Regions from separate parts of the Sus scrofa genome. Here region 1 is linked to region 2. A link is a contact called in public HiChIP or PLAC-seq data. All regions are on one chromosome and are shown on one strand. The core of a region is the stretch at or near the end of the contact, and the rest is flanking DNA. Distances in the headings are between cores, read along the strand shown.

The links. HiChIP or PLAC-seq counts read pairs in DNA pulled down with a chosen protein or histone mark.
Region 1: a contact with region 2 is called in an H3K27ac HiChIP or PLAC-seq map of skeletal muscle. The contact joins two enhancer-like sites. A contact is called at or near these places in 8 of 47 Hi-C or Micro-C datasets (blood, fetal liver, fetal skeletal muscle and 5 more) and 1 of 2 datasets of contacts at active chromatin or transcription factors (skeletal muscle).

What each region holds. Positions count from the first base shown.
Region 1 is chr6:145,213,475-145,217,931 of Sscrofa11.1, forward strand. It overlaps IL12RB2 (interleukin 12 receptor subunit beta 2), which reads right to left. Exons shown (of 15, transcript NM_214097.2): 15 at 497-1,240. The coding sequence ends at 701. Among named protein-coding and RNA genes, the nearest start is that of SERBP1, 29 kb to the left of the region's middle. Within about 2 kb of position 2,632, at least 5 of the 83 cell types and tissues checked have an H3K27ac peak or open chromatin away from gene starts, as enhancers often do. A contact at or near this core is called in skeletal muscle, where this site is marked.
Region 2 is chr6:145,146,295-145,150,330 of Sscrofa11.1, forward strand. No RefSeq gene overlaps it. Among named protein-coding and RNA genes, the nearest start is that of SERBP1, 38 kb to the right of the region's middle. Within about 2 kb of position 1,522, at least 9 of the 83 cell types and tissues checked have an H3K27ac peak or open chromatin away from gene starts, as enhancers often do. A contact at or near this core is called in skeletal muscle, where this site is marked.

The sequences.
Region 1 (4,457 bases), core at 1,382-3,881, 68 kb after region 2:
AATCCTTGGCCTTGCTCAGTGGGTTAAGGATCTGGTGTTGCCACGAGCTGTGGTGTAGGTCGCACTTGTGGCTCAGATCTGGCATTGCTGTAGCTGTGGCACAGGCTGGTAGCTGTAGCTCCAATTTGACCCCTAGGCTGGAAACTTCCATATTGCCACAGGTGCAGCCCTAAAAAAAAAAAAAAATGTGGAGTTCCTGTTGTGGCTCAGTGGGTTAAGAACCTGACATGGTGTCTGTGAGGATGCAGGTTCAATTCCTGGCCTCACTCAGTGGGTTAAGGATCCGATGTTGCCGTGAGCTATGGTGTAGGTGGCACAGGTGGCTCGGATCCTGTGTTGCTGTGGCTGGTGTAGGCTGGTAGCTGCAGCTCTGATTCAACGAGTTTTGGTTTCTACTCTTGCCTTGTCCCTTTCTGGCCAACATAGCCAAGAGAGTTGCAGGTACCCAAGTTGGAGTCTCCAGGTCCACAGAGTGGGGGACGTAGTCTCGAGGCTCAGGAGAAGGCAGTGTGAGGTATCTGGGTTACAGCCAACTCTCAGTTCCTGAGATTTGCCCTAAGCTGGTTTGCCTGCCCTCTAGTTGGAACCAGACCTAATGGTAGCGCCCAGGGGCGATGATCCCGGAGCAGGAGGCTGGGTAGACAGGCCATGCTTTGCTGGCTGGGGCCACACTGACTTTCCAAACATCACGCTTCACCACTCAGAGCATGAGAGAGCCACACCCCATCTTCAACTGATCCAGAGTCAACTTCTCACCACAGGAGAAGGTCAGCGGGTGAAGGGAATTTGAGGGGAAAACGGAAAGAGAGATGTGCTGAGGCAGTTCTTCCAGAGAGTCTGTTGTGGGAGCTTCATGTGAAGGGAGATAATCCATGTTGGAGGGTAAGTAACCCTCATGGGTAGGCAGGTAGTCCACGGGGAGGACCGTCAAGTGGCTGACTGGGTTTCCCGGCTTTGAGTCAGGGCGTCGGCTCCCCAGCACCTTGTACAGATCCACTGCGGGTCCTGTCTCTGCTGTGAGAGCCCTTGGAGGTGGTGGACTTGAGGCACTGGACCCTGTGTCTTCCTCAGAGGCGTGGTGACCTTGGAGCCTTTGTCCCTTTCCTGGCCAGTTGGGATGATGGGGGCGTCTGAAGACTGGAGTCACTTGAGGAAGGACTTCATTGATGACCAGGGGCTCAGGTTCTTCAGGAGTGGGCCAGTCTGCCAGGAGCCTATCCAGGGACAGCTGTTTCTTCTCCTGAGAAGAGGGAAGAAGAGGCTCATGTGGATATGTGGAGGAAGCGCCTTAGCAAGCGACCTTTGCAGGGTTCTAGAAGCCCTCACAGCCCACACTCCCTAGTCAGCTCGAGGCAGAACACTGCGGGCCCTTGACTGGCTGAAGTAGGAGAAGCAGTTAACATTGTGGGGGAGACAGGCGGGATCCATGGACTCCTCTTAACCCCCAGCCAGTGATTCATTCTCTCCTTCCACCTTAAGCTACACTGTTATCTGGAGAATCCGACTGCACAGCTGCCTTCCCTCTAGCATAGGGGGCATGGTGGGTGCAGAGCAAAGGCTGCGCTTGCATTTGTCTGGGAGGAGGCAGGGAAGACTTTAAAAGGGTGGCACTAGAGCTGAATCCTGAGAGCTGTGAAGTATTTTCCAGTTAGGAAGGTGTGGGCAAGGAGAACTGGCCTATTCTGGAACCTGCTAGTTCTTCCTTATGACAGGCACACTGAGGCTTCGGAAGTAGAAGGAAGTCACACTGATGAAGGGACTTTTAAGGGATGCTCAGGAGTTTGGGCTTTGACACAACTACTGAAAAGTTTTTGCCAGGGTACTAAACGTTTTTGTCAGTTCTGCTCTTAAGAAAGACCCCTTTGGAATAACATTTTGGAGGAAAATTTCCTCCTTTTTTCCCTAAAGCTAATTGTGTCTGTGACTTTTCTTGCTTTGTTTTTCTGAACATCTGATTGCCAGCTCTTCAACGTTAGATCTTTTCTTCCCAAACTTTCTACTGACTCCTGAACCTGAGTTCAAGCACTTTATTAGTATCTCTTTTTATATAGGCTTTATTGGGCTCTCTTAATATCTTCAAAAATATCTTTTAGACTGCTTGATCTTTTTTTCTTTTTTTCCATTTCTTGGGCTGCTCCCGCGGCATATGGAGGTTGCCAGGCTAGGGGTCTAATCAGAGCTGTAGCTACCAGCCTACGCCAGAGCCACAGCAACGCTGGATCCGAGCCTCGTCTGCGACCTACACCACAGCTCACGGCAACGCTGGATCGTTAACCCACTGAGCAAGGGCAGGGACTGAACCCACAACCTCATGGTTCCTAGGCGGATTCGTTAACCACTGCGCCACGACGGGAACTCCTGCTTGATCTTTCTGAAGCAGAGCTCCACAGCCCAATCTACCTTTCTGGCCCTCGGTTCCCTCATCTGTCAAATGTCATGCTGTGCAAGAATGGTCTGGACTGGCCTCTGCTGCTCCCTCCCTTGCCCTGAGTGTGGCAACTGTCCTGAAGTGAATGATGGTACTATCTCAGGACAGACTTCCACAAAAGGCCCTGAGCAGCCGGAGGGTACGTGTGTACTCTTTCAGGAGCCTGCTCTTTTTCTATTGCTATGCAAACTGGCCCTGGCGCCTAGGTCTGGCTTGGAACATGGCCGGCAGCTGCCAAAGTGCTGCTACCACTGATGCGGAAGAGATGACACAGGGTGAGGAGTTGGCTTACTGTTCTCACAAGGTGACGTGTTCACCCTGCCTTCTTGAAAGCTTTATCCATAGAGGCTGTTCCTGGGAGCTTTTACAAAGCAGACCCCCTGGCTGACAAGTCCTGGGGCAAGGCCTCCTGGGCCACTATTAGCTCAGGTACATCATGGAAACTATTTTAAACTTTTACAAGCTCAACTGGATAACATCCCAGGGATCCCCTTAACGAGTGAGCCTTTTCCTCCAGAGTGATAAGATCTCTGCGGTTTTAGCCACATCTTAAGAAACAGTAGGGGGATATGAAGCCTGGGAACTCAAAGCACATTTTGTTGGAGGTTAAAGACCATTGTGTTTCTGAGGTTTGCCCCCCGCCTGTCACTAGGAAAGCAGGTTGGGTCTTTAAGAACAGTCTACCCCTTCAAGGGTCAAGTGATACGGGGTCTGAGGCTGGCACAGGCCTTATTCGTAGATGACATGTTTAAGTTAAATTTTTTTAAACTTGTCTAATGTACTGGTTATTTTTGCAAAAAGAAAACAACATAATTTTGTAAAAAAATTTTTTTTTTTTAAGTTCAAAGGGACTTTGTAATACAAATTAAGTGGGCTTCATGCCTTCAACTCCCCAAAAGCAATTGCCATTACCAGTTTCATACTTAGGCCTCCAGAAATATTCTGTGCACATGTTTCAGACTGTATGTGTGTGTATAAAATCACCTTCCTTTTTATACCAATGAGAACCCACTTCAGACAATTACAAATTTTGCTTTTTTTCATTTTTAAATATTTTTAGACACGTATAGATCGCTCTTTTTTTTTTTTTTTTTTTTTTTTTTTTTTTTTTTGCAGTTGCATAACATCCTGTAGTATAGATATACCCAAATGTTTAACCTGCACCCCCTGGTGGCAGGTTACCTTATGCAATGTTTGGCTTCTATTTATAATGCTACAAAGAACATATTCATACAGTTCAACTTGGGGCATGTATGTAGAAATTTCGGTTATTTTTTTCCCCTTTGTTATTTTCTTTAACTCTTTGTGTGTCACTCTCAGCATTTCTCCTAGGCTTTTTTCGGGGCTCTTCAGTGCCTTTGCCTGCTTCTGTGTCCCCTCATGCCCAGGTGGTGCCTAGCAGGGACCATGATGCCAAAGCTACCAGCTGGGGAGCCAGGTGTCTGTGACTGACCCAGAGCTGCTTCGCACTGGGCTATTTCAGGCTTTTAGGACATTGGACAGTGGAATCAGCGTTGGAAGACAGAGATCTTAGAGCTCAGCTCCTGGTGCCTGGATCCCCTGTAATACTAGCAGCGGCATCCTCACTGAATGCATTCCCATCAGTCATCACAACATTGCCCAGTGTGTGAACACCTTCTGAGTTAGTCTGTTCAGCTCAGAGGTGTTGACTGCTAGAAACAGCCCCTCAACCTGTGCTTAAGAGCTTCTAGAACATAGAGTGATAGACAGCACATCCTACTTATATATGAATCCAGGAGCCACCATTTACTAGCTGACTCACTCTGGGCAAGTTATCGAGTCCTCTGTGCCTCACTTTCCTCATGTGAAAAATATTACAATCCTCTAAAGCTGTTGTAGAGATTATAAATGTTAATGCATGAAAAATGTTTTTTAAAGTGCCTGGCAATGGAGTTCCCATTGTGGTGCAGAGGAAACAAATCCAATTAGGAACAATGAGGTTTCGGGTTGGATCCCTGGCCTCGCTTAGTGAGTTAAGGATCCAGCATTGCCATGAGTTGTGGCGTAG
Region 2 (4,036 bases), core at 272-2,771:
ATCTCTTCAGAGGATCTCTTTAGCTGGTGCATAGGACCCTATATTTTGTGGCTGAGGGGATAGATAGAGAGTCTTATTTATTTTGCTTGTCCAGTGGCAGCAGACAGGTGAGAGAGAAGGAAAGGTGACAGGGAGGGAGAATACACTGCACAATCCAACTCCAGTGGCTGGATGTCTCTGAAATTCTACAACCAAGGAGATGAAGGCCGGTAGCCGAGAGAGACATCTCGTTGTTGAGGGATAGAGGACTCTGGCCAAAAGCAGTATTTGCTGGTGACTCACTGATAGACTGATACAGAAGAGGGACCATTCTCCACAGCTCTCAGGACCCAGGGACACATAGGGACCCCGAGCCCTAGGGATAGGGTCATTGTGAGGAAGCCCCCTTGGCATAGACATTGGTGTTCTCACAATTAGTGTGGTCTGCAGAGGAGCAGCAAGACTTGTAAAACATGCTCAGAGCTGAGATGTCACCAAGGGGGAAGCCACAGGGCATGACAGGTGCTGTGCCACATGCACAGGTTGCAGGCATAGGTAGGTACTCCATGGGGACTCCTGGAAATGATCCAAATACCTCTAGGTGAGGGAGAAAATTTTCTATAATTTGACATGTAGAGGCCTACAGTCATATCTTGGGGTGTTAATATAAATATGACCTTACTAGATGGTTCAGAGCATGGATTCTGGAGCCAGATTACCTGGGTTTGAGTCACAGTGTGGCCCTGGGCAAGTTACTGAACCTCTCTGAGCCTATTTTTCCTCATCTGTAAATTGGAAATTAAAAAAACATGTTATTTCAGAAGGTTGTGGTAAGTATTTAGGAGTTATATATATAAAGTACTTAGAACAGTGCCTGGTGTGTAATAACCACCACACAACTGTTGAAAAAATTTTCCATTCTCACAAGCTGATGATAATAAATCTGTTTATATAGACTTCCTAGGATGAAATTTACCTCCTCTACAATAGAGCCTCTTGCTTGTTGGAAAATTCTAGTTATTAAAATTTCTTTCTGTGGTTAAGGCAATTTGCCTCCGTGCAACTTCTCCACATTGGTTTCAGTTTTTCTCTGAGATATTCCAAAATCAACCTTTCTTATGGTAACAGCTCATCGAGATATCTCTGAGGATCTCCCAGAATTTTCTCTTCTGCATGCTAAGTAGCCCCAGGTCCTTCAACCATCCCCCAAAAACCTGGCCCCCAGCTCCCTCTCCATCCCAGGAGCATGCCTCTGAATGCATGGCAGATCATCAGCATTGGGGAGGAATGTGGACTCTGAGCAGACAGCCTGGGGGCTGTCTCTGGGAGACCCTCCCCCTCACAGGAACACATGCTCTTCAGAGGAAAAAATGTCAGATGAACCCAACCGTTTCAAATTAATTTTGTTTGGGAGAGCAAGGAAAGGGAATTTCCGAACAGAGCCAAGGTCTTTGTCAGAGCTGTTCCTCTAAGATAGAGATGGACAACTGGCTGCTTGGAAAGGGGCCAGCTGGGAAGTGTAACTCTGTCCAGGGACATGAGCCAGTGCTGGCTCCTCCTCTCGGGAGGTGAGAAGGAAAAGCTGGTTTCCTCAGGAAAGATAAGCATATAGTGTGTGCTCCAGGAATACATAAAACTTCTCCTTGGACCTGGCACAGCCATAACTCCTGTCCCCAGCTGGGACATGCCTCTCTTGTTCCACTTTCACTGTCAGAAGCCCTGGATAGCAGTTATCTTCCCCTCACCTCCAGGGCAGGATGCTGCCAGATGCAAGCACCGCCCATGTCTGGGTTTTACTTGCTCAGGACTTTCTAAATCATGTTCTTTTATGGGCTGGAGACGTAGAAGAACAGGAGGTAGGAGAGAGGGCGGAAAACATCAGTTTTGGTCTCAATCAGACTATTGTCTGAAGAATGACAGTTGAAACGCTCTCTAGTAGCTTTGTGTTTGGCAGTATTTCCTAAGGATACTACTCAATGATTGTTTTGAAAATAAAGCGTCCTCGTTTCTTTTTTAAAAAAGTTTCCCCTGTTGGAGCTCCCGCTGTGGCACAATGGGAGTGCTGTGGTGTCTTGGGAGCGCTGGGACACAGGTTGGATCCCTGGTCCAGCACAGTGGGTTTAAGGATCCGGCATTGCCACAGTCGTGGCTTAGGCCACAACTACAGCTGATCTCTGGCCTGGGAAATCCATATGCCCCAAGGCGGCCAAAAAATAGAAAAAAAAAAAAGTTTCCCCAAGTATAAAAGTTAGGCCTGCTCATCAAAGTGTAGCGGGGGGGAGCTATCAGCAATAGTTCATATTCTAAAGGCAGATTTCATGAACACTTTAGTGCATCTCTTGCCTGAATTTGTCAGAGCTTTTTATCTATTTTCCAAATAATTATAATCATAGTTTGCCGAACATGATCCCAAATCATTCACACATTTTATCAGCATCTCTTCTATTAGTACATACTTTACATAGATGTACTTTTAGCAGTTTTATTAAGATGTAATTCGCATATGAATTTAAATTTGCCCATTTAAAGTAGACAAGTTTACTGATTAGCATACACAGAATTGTGCAACTATCACCATAATCAATTTAAGAATGTTTTTATTACTTCAAGAAGGAACTTTGCACCCATTAGCAGTCAGCACCCCCACCCCCACCCTAGGCATCCACTATTTCTATCTCCATAGATTTGCCAATTCTGGAAACTTCATATAAATGGAAGTATATAATATATGGTCTTTTGTGACTGACGTCTCTCACCTAGTATAAAATTATAATTTTTTAAGGCTCATTCTTGTTATAGCCTGTATCAAAATAATATTCTTTTTGATTGAAAAATAATATTCTATTTTATGGATATACTACATTTTACCAATTTGTCACTTGATGAACATTTGTGTTGTTTCTACTTTTTAACTATTATGAATAATGCTGCCTTGAACATCTGTGCACAAATATGTTTTTAATTTCTCTTTGGCGTATACCAAGGAGGAGAATTGCTGGGTCATGCGGTAACTCTGTGTTTAACCTTCTGTGGAATTGACATATTCTTTTCCAAAATGGCTGCATCATTTTACATTCCCACCAGCAGCATAGGAGGGTTCTAATTTCTCCACATCCTTCCCAGCACTTGGTATTATTTGTCTTAGTGTAACCATCCTGGTGGGTATACAATGTTATCTCATTATGGTTTTGACTTGCATTTCCTAAATGGCTAATGATGTTAAGCATGTTTGCATATGTATATTGGCCATTCATATTGGTGAAATGTCCCTTTAGAACATTTATCTTTTTATTTGTCTATTTATAGTTGAGCTGTAATTTTTTAAAATATGCATTCTGTATACAAGTCCCTTATCAGGTAAATAGTTTGCAAATATTTTCTCCTGTTCTATGGGTTGTCTTTGCATTGTTTTGATGGTCCTTTGAAGCATAAAAGCTTTTAGTGTTGATAAAATCCAATTTGTCTTTTTTTTTTTTTTGGTCTTTTGTCCTTTTTAGGGCCACACCCACAGCATATGGAGGTTTCCAGGCTAGGGGTCTAATCAGAGCTACAGCTGCTGGCCTACGCCAGAGCCACAGCAACGCAGGATCCAAGCCGCATCTGTGACCTACACAACAGCTCACAACAACTCTGGATCCTTAACCCACTGAGTGAGGCCAGGGATGGAACCCACAACCTCATGGTTCCTAGTTGGATTCATTTCCGCTGCACCACGCCACGACGGGAACTCCAATTTGTCTATTTTTTCCTTTGTTGCTTATTATGCTTTCGGTGTCATATCTAAGAAGGCCTTGCCTAACCCAAGGCCACAAACATTTGCTCCTATATTTTCTTCTAAAAAGTTTATAGTTTTAGTTCTTATATGCCTATGATCCATTTTGTATTAAATTTTGTGTACGGCGTGAAGAAGGAGTTCAACTTCATTCTTTTGCATGTGAATATAAAACCTTTTTTTCTTTTTTTTCCACAATGTGCTGCAGCTTGATGTGGGATCTCAGTTCCCACACCAGGGATTGAACCTGGGCCAGAGCAGTGAAAGTGCCAAGTCCTAATCACT